Regions from separate parts of the Zea mays genome. Here region 1 is linked to region 2. Evidence: chromatin contacts called from public Hi-C data. All regions are on one chromosome and are shown on one strand. Each heading gives the region's core, a stretch centred on a gene start, on an enhancer-like site or on the middle of the called end of the contact. The rest is flanking DNA. Distances are from core to core; before and after follow the strand shown. Region 1 holds the start of sbp21 (SBP-transcription factor 21). Region 2 holds the start of LOC100276438 (Putative glucuronosyltransferase PGSIP7).

Region 1 (6,103 bases), core at 1,619-4,118, 170 kb after region 2:
AGCGAAGGTGAGAAAAACATGATTCATTACCAAAAAAAAAGCACATCCCGAAGTACATTGGATTACACATCCCTTTTGGGACATCAGGCACCACGCAACACCCGATCGACCACTACAGGCGCAACATATATAATGGCCGTCACGCTCGTCGATCGCGTGGCGATCACAGCACACGAGCTCCACCAGTGGGCGCCCACGCGTCCAAGCCGCTACATCCCGACGCGTCGCCATCCTTGGTCTCGCTGCGAGAGCGAGACGACCTCGCGCCCGCCCTCTCCGGCACTGCTGGCCACAACGCTGCGCCGGCGGTGGCGGGAGCGGCGGTGGTGCTTGCTGTCGGCTGCATAAGGTCCAGCGTCGTCGCGTGCCACGCGCTCGGCGGCGCCACGTGGTGGTACTGGTACCGACCACCACAGCTGCCACCGCCACCGCCACTGTAGGGGTGGGGGTGCGGGTGCCAGCCGGCTGTGTGGTCGTGGTCGGGCGGGTGCTGCTGCTGCTGGAGGGAGCAACCCGCCGTCGAAGAGGCGACGAAATCCCGTCTGGGCGCCGGCGAGCGGTCGGAGACGAAGTACTGCCGCGCGAGGAGCGCGGCGGCGCGGTTCTCGGCGATAAGGTCGTCGAGCGCCGCGCTGGAGCGCGCCGGGATGTCCTCCCGCGCCGCCGTGACCAGCCAGGGCCCGCTGGCGCCCGCCACGCTGCCTCTGGCCGATGACAGAAGAGAGAGAGCACCAGCCGCCGCCGGGGACGACCCTGCGGGGACGAGGCCGCGCGAGGGCAGGAAGCCGCCGTGGCCGAAAGCCGTCACTCCTGCATTACATGCAGTTTGGTCGTTAGAAGAAGAAGACGAAGAAGAAAAATACAAACCCAATGCGATCAATTTTGCAGTATAGAATTTTCGTGTGGCTGCTGAATTAATGGCTGATCAAGTATAACGAGTTTTGAAGTATGAGTACGCTCGCTCGCTCAGAAGTATAGATTCGTTCGCGCAGGCGGCAGCTGTACTGTGCACTGTAGATACGCTAGCTGTGCTAAGTTTGGTCGTCCTTGTTCCGACGTACCTAGACGCGACATGACTCTTCGTATGTACGGCTCCTACGCTACGCTGAGAGCGGTATGGAGGTACGTAGGCCTACCGAGTACCGACCTACGCGTATGAGCAAGCTGGCTATGATGTACTACGTATATAATAGCTACTCTATTTTTTAAACCGTTTCTTCTGAATTCTATAAGTATAGCTCTCTTGCATCGGATGGGATGTTTACGTCCTCTTGCATTTGGACAGGAATTTTTCCCCACATTCTACTGTGACCGGAAATTTTGCCACTGTGAGAGACGTCCTACCGTGTAAGTGTAAGTGATCATAGCACGGTCGGCCTACCCCCACCCCACCAGACCCCCAGCACACAGCAAGCATGCAGGACGCAGGACGCAGCCCGCAGGTGTGCACATAAAGGCACGCGTGAAAATCCGTGCCCTAACAACGGGCTTTGCACGTCGCACATCCCGAGGACTAGCCTTTCGTTGTTCGTGCCTTGCCAGCAGCTACCTCTCCATGTTTCCCGGCATCAAACCAACTACCCCTGCGAGCGAGTCTCTCTCTCTCTCTCTCTCTCTCTCTCTCTCTCTCTCTCTCTCTCTCTCTCTCTTTTAAACTACTACACTCCTGTTATTATCCTGTAGCTACCGATACAGTGATTCCGTGAATGTGCATCGCATGGGCGCTGGCCCCTGACTAGCTTGATTTTCGCATCCTGGACACAGCACACAAAGCCACGCTTGGTTTTCGCTGTGACGGTGAAAATCCACTGTATCGTAGGGGAGAACAACGAAGAATTTGCTGTGATTCTTCACTTGTGCCTGCCTCGTTGTACTCATCAACGAAACGTCGGCCAGAGGCTGTGTGTGGCGAGCGAGGCCACAACCGTAGTAGTGTAGTGTGTGTGTGTGCCTGGGAACCAAACGCCCCCTTGCACAGTTACAGTATCCGGATCGGAGAACGCCGGGCACGACGGACTGACTGAAGGACGGACGGACGGACGGACGGAGGGACACGTACCGTGTGGGTGCGCGACGCCTCTTGCCATGGCCTCGCTGGCGTTGCTCTTCCGCCGCCGCTCGTTGTGCCCGGCCAGACGCCGTCGGCAGCTCCGCTTCGCGTCGTCGAACTCCGAGATCGCGTGGAACCTGCACGCGCGTATGTGCAGCCAGAAAAAACACACAACAACGCGACGTTCCGCGCATGCATGTTATTCTCATCAATCCAAAGGTTTACCTCTCACGGACTATGTATGGAGTAACGTATATAGTCGAGTTAAATTAAATATGAACAGACCGGCTGCACTGCTGGCAGAAGCGCTGCTCGGCGCCGAGGACGACGACCCGGGGCGCCTTGGAGTGCGCCTCGCACACCTTGTGCCGCCGGTGGTACTCCTTGGCGTCCGCCAGCGACAGGTGGCACCCCTCCACCTGGCACCTCGTCACGGCCGCCGCGGCAGGCGCCTTGTCCTTCCTCTTACCCTCAGCAGCTGCGCCACCAGCGCCGCCATTGCCGTGGACCTGCGCCGCTTGGTTGCCCGGCGCCCCTGCCCAGCAGCAGGCGGGCCGCTTCCCCAGCTTGAGGCAGGTAAGCTCCTGCTGCTGCAGCTCCAAGGGCTGCGGCGGGTAGGACGACACTACGGCGGGTGCCCAGTGCATGGCGAGATCCCAGGGCGGTGCCGCGCTTCCGCTACCGCCGCCCGCGCCACCGTTTCCTTCCATAGCTATACGTGCTGTGCTGCCGGCCCGCGAGTCGTCGTTGAGGGCAGGGCTCAAGACAAAGTGGAAGCGCGGCGGCGGCGGCGGCGGCTGATGATGCTGCTGCTGGAAGTACAGCCGGTATGCTACCCACGCTGGCGTGGCGTGGCACCCCATATAAAGCAACCGGGCAGCGAGACGAGCCTCCCGGGGAGGAGCAGGCAGCCATGCTCACTGCTCAGCCAGGCAGGCGAGGCGAGTGTGGGGGTGACCCGGGGTGGGGAACAAGGACCTGTACTGACACGTGGGATCTCCCGTCAGGCACTGAGACAGGCTAGCGGCAGGAGCCGTGCTGGCGCGGTGTGGGGCCACGAGCCAGTCTCGTGACCGTGGGCCGCGGGCACATGGAGGGGTGTCATTGATGAGTTCAATCCAGCCCGAGGCGGGACCCGCGGGACGCTGTGCGGTGGCATCACTGCCACGCCCCATTATAAAGGCTGCGCGCTGTGTGAGTGAGTGACTACACGCCTCGCTCCGTCCCTCACCCCGAATGGGACTCGGGCCATAGGGAGACGCGGATGACATGTGGAGTCTCCGTCAGGTGGGTCCCGAACGTCATTGGCTAAGATCTGCCTGGGTGACGGGTTAGAAAACAGGCGGCTCTGCCACTTGCTCGAAAGATCCCGTATCCGGAACCAGACGCCACAAAAGGCTTTGCGCACCGCGTACCAAAATCCACCGCCGAGCGCACCCACTGCCCAGTGGGACCTGAGTCACCGTGTCCCACCTGTCAAAGTGCAGCCTCGCACAGCGACCGCAAAGCCTGGTGCGGTGCGGTGCGGGGGCAGGCCGAGAGGGTACGCAGCAGGCAGGCCGGCCGGCCGGCCGGCGGGGACCGTACGGCCCCGGTCCAGTCGTCAGTGTCAGCTACAGCGCGGGCCATGGCCGATTGGCTGGGGAATGGGGGGTATGTCTTGGCTTTGGGGGAAATAATATCTCCGTGTTGGGCGTCGGGGGAGATACGTACGGGTACCCGTAAGTTGGCGGCTTCCGTGGCTGCTCTGCGCAGTACCGTGCGGACGCTGGCTTTAGGTCGGGCCGGGCGGGTTGTTTTGTTAGCCAGCCAGTACCCTGCCTGCCTGCCTGTACGAGCGGTGTACGTGCTTGGCAAGCCGTGCTCGTATGCTGTACTAGTACGTACTGCCAACCGGGCCGGCATGCATGCATGCAGCCAGTGCAGGTGCAGGTGCAGGTGCAGGTGCAGCGCTCGTTTTCAATTCCCGCTGACACCCCGTGACAAGGGTGCGCTGGCCGGATGATTGCCGCTGTCGTTTGGGATGGTCGAGTGGGGGTAGTGTGAGCCTGCCTGCCTGCCCTAGCGATGTGCCGGTTGGTTTGCCCGGCCGGCCGCCGTGGTGGCGCAGCTAGCAATTTGCAGTGCCTCGACCTCGACTCGACCCCCTCCGTCCTGTTGGTTGTCATGGTCGACAGCCGTGGCGTGGCAGGGTCACGAGTCACATGGGTGCCATCCATGATCGGCAACAGTGATGCTGTCCCTCGGGTGAACGGTAATGGTACGGTCGCAGTGCGACGTACGGCAAACCAACTTGCGAGGCGGGACGAGTACCGTGGAACTCGTTTCTTTTCTTCTTATTTCTTCCCCAGAAAACAGATGGACCGAGTGCAAGCTAGCTGATGATGCCTGCCTGTCTCTCACCGTCTCACGTTATCCGGCCCGTTAATCTAGGTATCAGTATGTGGACCAACCAATTGACGGCCCATTAATTAGTAACTCAGCGCACCTACGACGTACGGTCCGTGTCATCGTCACACTCCACTGTGGCACTGTGCAGAGTGGAAACCCCCGGTCCCGGTCCCGTTCATACGCGGACACGCCTGCCTCCTCCCGTCGGCCGTCGCAATGGACGTCTCTGCTCCTCCACGATCTAGACTCTAGAGCAGGCGGACCCTGAACGGAAGGTGGGCGCTGCATGCGGAGCGGAGGTTCTAGGCGCTCGAGCTGGTGCGGACCGTCAATGGGGGAGGAAGCCTGACGCGGAAGCCAGGTCGTACTACTCCGGTGGCGGACTGGCTGGCTGCGACGCCACCTCTCCGAGGGAAGGCGCCGACTTCTTCGGTGTTCTTCGGAACTGCGCTGTTCGTTCTAGGTTTTGTGTCCCTCTTCACGGGACACGTGGTCACTGATGCATGCTGACTGGGCGCGGTTCCGGACTCGGTGGCGATCCAAGCAGGTAATTTGTTGGAGACTTGACTGCTCTACTATATAATTCTGATTCCACGGAAATTTTGTCATTGTGTGGAGTGTGATATCATGCGTCTCATAGCTCGGTAGAAGCGAAGGAAGTTGGTTCCATCTGTTTTCGAGCTGCATGAGGCCCTGTTCGGTTTTCAGGGATTGGAGGTCCGGATTGATTCCTAGCCGGATTACTTCTCTAATTTATATATATTTAGATGAGCTGAAACGAATCCTGCTTTATTCCACTATAACCGAACGGACCCTGAGGGCCTGTTCGGTTCCTACGGAACGGTAGCTCTGAACGATTCCAGTCCGGATTGTTTGTCTAATTAATATAAGCATCGATGAACTGGGTTGAATCCTATTGAATTCCGGAACAACCGAACAGGCTCTGAGGCCTTGTTCGTTTGTTCAGGAATGAAGCAGGAATAATTTCAGCTGATCAAAACTTATATAAATTAGCAAAACAAACCGTCTAGTAATTGTTTGATGTCTTCATTCCGGAAGAAACGAACGGCACCTGACGAATTTGAGAAACTGAGCCCAAGAGTATAGTATTTTCTGGCAATAGCAAGTTTACCTGAAACGTTTTTTTTTTGTGTGCGCCTTAAATGTTTTCAGTTTCCTTCGCAAGTTCTGCACTTCTGCTTGTACTGATTTTGGGACTTTTTAATCTAAAAATGGTATCTCCTCTTCATTGGCAGTTAACGACTGACCATTTACAATCCTGAAAATGTGCAGCATAGTAGAAACTGAGAACGTACGTATCAAATATTTGGGAATCAATATTCCGGTTGCTTTGTTCTTATCATCCCTTATTGTGTGTTACCTTTATGACGTTTCAGTTTGCACGTAACAGATGTTGCCGTAGCTGTCTGGATTTTGAATGCAATACTTGTTGTACCTGAGTTAGGACCGCACCACTGATTCTGGGAGGACGGCGTCAGGTGAGTGGAGAAGTACAAATTACAGGATGTTTTCTGAATGTTACCGTTCCAAAATGGTTTGGCTTCAAATTTCGTATGCAGTGACTTCTCCGACGATTTTTTAACGTGGAGTGATTCATTTCCTATACCTATCAAAGGATGTAATACTGTCAAAAGGATCTCT
Region 2 (6,803 bases), core at 2,760-5,259:
TGGCGCCTTTGTGGATGATGCAAATTTCTTTTAGAGGGTGTTCCATACCTTACTGGAATATATGGCACTAACAACATCATGATGTACTCCCTCGATCATCGATAAGAAATGGCCACTAAACAGTTGATGATCTTGATCATACCAGGGAGCATACATCGGATTAGGGACTTCAGCAGCGCCCCGGTCGTTGGCACGGGGACAGACGACCACAGGGCTGTGGGGGTCAGAGCCCGGCGCGTGGCGGTGACACCGGGGGAGAGCATAGGGCGATGCCGCCGGGGGAGGGCACAAGACGGCGGCATCGGTGCCGTGAGGCAACAATGGCACGTGTGGGCCAAGGAGGGGGCGGCGAGCGTGGCTGCTAGCGGCGAGTGAGAGGCATCGCTTGCGAATGGAAGAAATGGGTTGACTAGGCGTCTATTCAATGCTTATTTTTAGTTTAACTAGGCAGAAAATAGAGGGCTATTTTCGGCCACATGGGTGTGGCCACCAAAAATAGCCCGGGCTCCTTGAAATGCCTATAATTTCTGTTGTGGTCGAATGAAAGTGTATGAAAGTGTCTAAGTGGCTTTGGTTATTATCTGTGAAATATTTAAATTTGATGTATGAGTTTTTGAAATATTGCATTGGCCTTTACTTAGATTATAGGTTGTAATTGTTGAATTACAATTATTATGATGCATTTTACAATGTTTTAATACTTTATTTTAAATTTAATTATATTATATTATTTTGATGTGATGTCTAGATCGTGTGTTTTTGACTAGCATGTTGAGGGCAAATTGGTCAAAATACGTAAATTTTAGCGAACTTGATTAGTATAAAGAAATATATGAATTAGTAGGTACCAATTATCATGGTATTATTTAAAGAAAATGTGTCTTAAAAACAATATATCTTAGACAATGTTGTTGTTTAGATCCGCCTCATTATGATTGATATATATCGAAATAAGAAAATAAATTAATAACATAATAATGTAACAATATAACACCATATCATTAAGTCGCCTCTCGAGCCGGCTCACAAACCTCATAAAGCTCAGCTCGACTCGCTGCTTTAGCGAGCCACAAAAGCAAGCTCGACTCGAGTTCGTTCAGGTTCGCAAGCCTCTCCAAGCCGAGCCGAGTCTAAGCAAGCTCGATCCATCTCGCGAGCCTTGAGCTTTTTTCTAGCCCTAGATGTAGCCATGGGGACGTCTGGTCCATGTGCATCATCGGCGTGGGTGTAATTTCTGGTGGCAGCGTCGATAGGGAACGGGGGCAAGGGCATCGCTGCAAAGGCGTGGCACGACGCGGCGGGGCGCAAATGTACGTATCGCTCAAGATATGGAGAAGGCCTTGTCGTTTAGTTGTAATATGTATAATTATGTTTGTAATTAGACTATATTTAATAATTCTAACTAACCTTTTGTTGTAATTGAGACTAAAGTTTAGTAAATGAAATCAAACGCCCCTAACACATATTCAAGGTACTTTTAAGGCATGTATCTGAAATTATTGTTTAAGTCTACGTGTCGGTTGGTGGGTGTCTTTTTCGATGATAATTGGACGTTCTGCCCCGATTGATGATTAACAATCCACTATTGTATTTGCTTGTTATTTTGCATGTATTCAATATAACTTGTTGTAGTGCACATAAAGAAGCAACTCTTTTCATGTTAAATACTGAGGCTTATAATTCTATTTGCAACCAATTATTTCTTATCACAGTATCTAAAATTGGCACATCATATATTACTATACTATAGAAGATATAATTGTCAAAATGCATAGTATTATGTGTTGTTTCATAGTCTCTGCAAGACAATTAGGATGCGTTTTGTTACAATGATAGATTGTTATATAATCATTTTTTAAATACTGCTCAAAGAAACAAAATATTTAGTCTTAGTGTTGTTCATCATAGTTTTATTTGCCCTTGAGCCTTGATAGATTGTTATATAATCATTTTTTATGAGGTGGAAACGTTTTCAGGTAGAAAGGAGATACGAGTTTCGTGTACTCCCAAGGAGTAAATAAGACTTTTTTTTACTAGATTTCCTTTAGATGATTCATCATAGTATTAAATATCTATATATAAAATAAAAGAATAAAACTGCACCCTGAAAGTGATTGTTTCTTTCATGTCTCTTCGCATTTTACATTCTAGAAAATCACAAAACAGGAATGGCCTCAGCAAAGATCCGCATATGCAACCGTGCGTCCGTGCCACTTCCTTCACATGGCACGAAGCGTATCAAAATTCAAACCAAGCACGCGCACCCGTGCCATTACCCCAAGCGCGCGGGCAACGAAGCGTCACAGCTCGAACTCGCAACTCACCCGCGAGCCGCGGCGGTCATATAAAGGCACAAGGAAACCGCCGCGAAACACCAACATCGACAACGCCAGTACGCGACCACAAACCGGTGGGCTGCGCCTGCGCCATTGGGCATGCCGGCGGCGACGCAGGGACTGCTTGCGACCACGGTGGTGGACTGGAAGCTTGACGAGCTATGCGCCTGCCTCGACGACGCGCTGTCGTCCAGGAAGCGGAGCCTCTACACGGAGGAGCGGCTCCGCGCGATGATCGACGCGAAGACCGACTTCGTCCGGTCGCTCCTGTCCTCCGTGGCGGAGTGCAACGGCGGGGCGCTCCCGGAGCACCTGGCCGAGGCCGAGGCACGCTTTGCTGTCCTCGCGGCCACGTACGATCGTTGGGCGCGGCGCGCAGTCGCTGCACCTGAACCATTGCCAGGAGACGACGGAGGAGGACGCCAAGCGCGACGCCGTGGAAGCCCGCGCCAACAAGGAGGGGGCGTTGGATGGCATCGCCGAGGAGTCGAGGACAACGACGCCGAGTGCGAGACCGCGGAAATACGCAGGAGGGAGGCGGCGGATACGGTTACCAAGAAGCGGGAGGCCGCGGGAACAAGCGAGGAGTTGATGCGCGACATCGATCGAGAGGCCGCGGTGGAGGCGGGAAGGGGGGCCGTGCAGCGTCGCTGGTGGAGGAAGTGCGGCTGCGGTGCTTCCTGGTGCCGTGCGGCTGGCGTGGTGGTCGCGGTCTTGTTGGCTTTGGAATTGGCCGCCGTGCAGTGCTGAGGTCCTCTTGATCTCTTGTTTTGCTGTAAAACTTGCTTCGACAGTCAAGCTGTTGGCTACTTACATTCTGAGAACCATGTTTGGTTGTGAGGTTTATTTTCAAAAATTTTGTGCGTTTATGTAACTCTAAATTGCAGGTTCCTGACAACCTTTATACTTCTAGATACAGTATTGTGTGCTAAAGAGAGCGATGCTGTACTGCTAGTCGAATGAAGAAACGACGGAGACGGCTACGGTGACAGTGCTCGTGGAAACGTTTGCCTAAACCTTGATGATGCCATCCATCAAGTGCCCAATAAAAACAGATGACATGAAGTTTAACACTACAAACATCTGGGAGAAAGAACCCAGAATTTGGATTTAAGCTGAAACAAACTAGGTCTTAGACCTGGGATGGGCCTGTGAACCCAAAAACTGACGTTGTGAAATAGTCACGATCTCGCCGATCACAGAACCCAATTGGTTCTGAAAAAAAGCCCAATCGGATCACAAAGCCCGAGCTTAACCTGGCCCAGTCTCTCAGCCAACGCATTCATCTTTAGGCCGCTTCTTCCAGGCCGGCCTGGTTGTGCATTCGCTGTGACAAGCCCAACCCAGCCGCCTAATCATTAGTCCCATCGTGATTACGCAAATTCAACTGGTGCTCCACGTGACTCGCAATTATTAGTGGAAGTGCGCAAGCGCAACTACCGTCCTAGGCAGGTGGTGAGCTGCTGACCGCTGACGCGGCTCACGCTCAGGCTCAGCTTGCTGTGTGCTGGTTGCTGCTCAACCGGGTTAGGTCAGCTGGCCAGCCAGCAGCCAGGTCCGTCCGATCGCTCGAAGTCGAAGCACCGCGTTCCTCGTCTCGCGTCTTCTTCCACTGCTCCCTCCCACCTCCGCTCCCAGCTTTTCCCATTCTCGTTGATACGAGCGAGAGTCGAGACAGGTCAAAAGGAGATTGAGTAAGGAAAAGAAAAAAAAAATCGCTGCTCCCGAGGCACGGCGGCGGCGAGCGTGCGACACCTCCGGCGGCTCCACAGATCCGGCGACCGATCTCCGGCCGCCTGCGGATGCTCCGGGGCCGGCGCGGTAAGGCCCAGGGGTCCACGCTCGTAGCCAGATCTCGGGGCGCTGCTGGGAAGTGGGGTTCGTTCCGTCCCTGCCTCCCTGGTGGTGGGGATGGGGTGGTCCGCGGGGCTGTGGTGGCTCGTGGCCGCGCTGTGGGTGGTGGCGGCGGCGGCGGCGGCGGCGGAGGGTGAGGTCGTGGTCGGGTCAGCGCCGAGGCGGCACGCGTACGCGTCGATGATGTACATGGGCACTCCACGGGACTACGAGTTCTACGTGGCCACGCGCGTCATGATGCAGTCCCTGCGCCGGCTCAGCGCCGACGCCGACCGCGTCGTGATCGCCTCCCTCGACGTCCCACCGCTCTGGGTCCAGGCGCTGTAAGCTCCCACCTCCTCCCGTCTTGCTCCTTGGCTCTTTGCGCGCGCGCCACTCGGCTCCCTGGTGTCGCTTAACTGGATCGCTGGGCGTTTGATAACGGACGCCCGTGCCGTTGTTTGATGCAGACTTTGCTGCGTTCCAATCAAATTGGGATGCGTTTTGAAGTGCTCGGGTTTTGACTTGTTGCCTGCTTAATTAGTTCATTGAAGCAAATTTCGCGGTTATTTTCATGTTCGGTCGGATCAAGTTTACGCCGGCGCCGAACTTTGGTCCTCTTCGTTGTCTAGCTCTAGTGCCCTACACTACACATTTGTTCCTTTTCGACGCGATATGTTGCATGATTATAAATTGTCTCCTTCCTGGTTCAGTTCAAGTTTCATTGTATTCGCCAAATTTCCTAAAACATGAGGAACATCAGGTGTTCCAGCTGTATTTGAATTGCTCTCGCCGATACCCCGTCTTGTACTTTGGGGGAAAGTGCGAGATAACTGTGTTCGTGCTCGGCTTCATCTTTGGAAATGGCCTCAGAATTCAAGTCTTTGAGTGCGTAGGTCCTTTTCATGTTGACTTTAGTAGTAAGGCCATAAAGTTTGTTTCGGTGAGTGTCTCAGAATTCACCTGTGAGATATTTGTTGATAAGCTGTGAATTTCCAGTCCAGGTCACTGGATTTCATCAATTGCAACTGCGTTATTATATAAAATGATGTTTGCAATGGGCTACTGGCTTGGCCTATCTACGATGTTTACTGAACAGTCGTGATATTTCAACAGCTGATTTCCACTGCCTCACGTTATAATATGTAGTTAGCTGATGGGGACTGACTATTAATATAACAATATATCAGTTGGACTAGTATGTAAAATATATCGAATTGTCCAAACAGCCACATGTGTATGTCGACTGGAGTTTATCTTTCATTGTTTTTCCTTGCTAAATATTTTTCTACGCCATGACTTATGACTGCCAGTTATTTCCAACAACTTATAGCTTGGGTGGATGCTCGTTTTTTTTCTCGAATTTGTCTTCTTCTTTCGTATCCTAGTGGTCCAACGTTCCTCTTTGTTTGTTGGAATATTAAATCTTCAACGGGTTGCTGTTTTGAGAAATTTTTTAATCGTAAACTTCAAAGAACATAAACTTAGTTGCACTTTGCAGATAACAAGTGGATAAAACTTTGCTTTTCTGTATTACAAAACATGAGCACAAGTTAAGGTTATTATACACTTGGTGTGTGCATCAAGAAATAGCACTATAGCAGTACTGTCTTTTATTGTGGGCACTAAAGAAGTGCTCCTAATCATGAATGGACGATAATGGTTGTATAGAGTGAAACAAAAGAATAGGTAAAAGACATCAATATTTGCCTCTGTGAAGTAGCAGTATGAAAATTGATACCATCATGCCAATTTATCCTGTGATGCTATTCTTTGAAAACTTGCATGGAGCATCCTTTGTCTTTTCTGATGTGATGCTTTTTCTTGCGGGGTGTTGCTACAATTTTATACTCCTATTTTAAGCATTGAACATGCACTGACAGCGGCAATATGCATTTGGGATGGAATGTTTTTCTTTTCCTGCAAAATTAGACTTGTTTACTTCAGTACCATGTTCTTTCTTATAGTTTTTGCCTCTGTTAGTAATATATTTGCATTAAAACTCTTTCTTTAGGAAAGATGATGGTGTAAAGGTGGTCTCTGTGGAGAATTTGAAAAATCCATACGAGAGACAAGAGAATTTCAACATGCGATTCAAGTTGACCTTAAACAAGCTGTATGCATGGAGCTTGGTTTCGTATGAGCGAGTTGTTATGCTTGACTCCGACAACATTTTCCTCCAAAATACTGATGAGTTATTTCAGTGTGGTCAGTTCTGTGCTGTCTTCATCAATCCCTGTATCTTCCATACAGGTCTCTTTGTGCTTCAGGTAGAGCTGCTTACATTGCAGGCAGCCAGGCATTCCATTTTCTGTTAAAAAAAACAATTCTTGCAGATCTGAAAATATGTATTTCTGTCTTTGAAACGGTTATAAACGAACCTACATTGCACTAGCAACATTCTTTGATGTCCATTACTTCAGCATAGCGGAAATCTAACTGCCTTTTGATAATTTATTCTTTGTTATTCCTTGCTTAGTAATGAAAACTTAATTTTGCTCACTACTTCTGTACTTCAGGAGTTCATTGCAATTTTTTTACCTGAAATCTATTAGCCTTAAGATGTTTGGTGTAATTTTCATTTTTACCTTCCAACTCGATGTCCTCAGCTACACTTTTTTTTTTGGTTTCCAG

The links. Hi-C and Micro-C count contacts between places; a contact is called where the count stands out from the background.
Region 1: a Hi-C map of bundle sheath shows a contact between it and region 2, with 2.2 times the contacts expected there. The contact joins the promoter of sbp21 here to the promoter of LOC100276438 in region 2. A contact is called at or near these places in 4 of 25 Hi-C or Micro-C datasets (bundle sheath, ear and tassel).

The regions. Positions count from the first base shown.
Region 1 is chr10:141,790,405-141,796,507 of Zm-B73-REFERENCE-NAM-5.0, forward strand. sbp21 (SBP-transcription factor 21) reads right to left here and starts at 2,869. Exons shown (of 3, transcript NM_001318379.1): 1 at 2,336-2,869; 2 at 2,060-2,187; 3 at 35-810. The coding sequence starts at 2,760. The coding sequence ends at 164.
Region 2 is chr10:141,622,255-141,629,057 of Zm-B73-REFERENCE-NAM-5.0, forward strand. It overlaps LOC100276438 (Putative glucuronosyltransferase PGSIP7), which reads left to right and starts at 4,010. Exons shown (of 5, transcript NM_001150229.3): 1 at 4,010-4,513; 2 at 6,184-6,439. The coding sequence starts at 4,248. It also overlaps LOC103642902.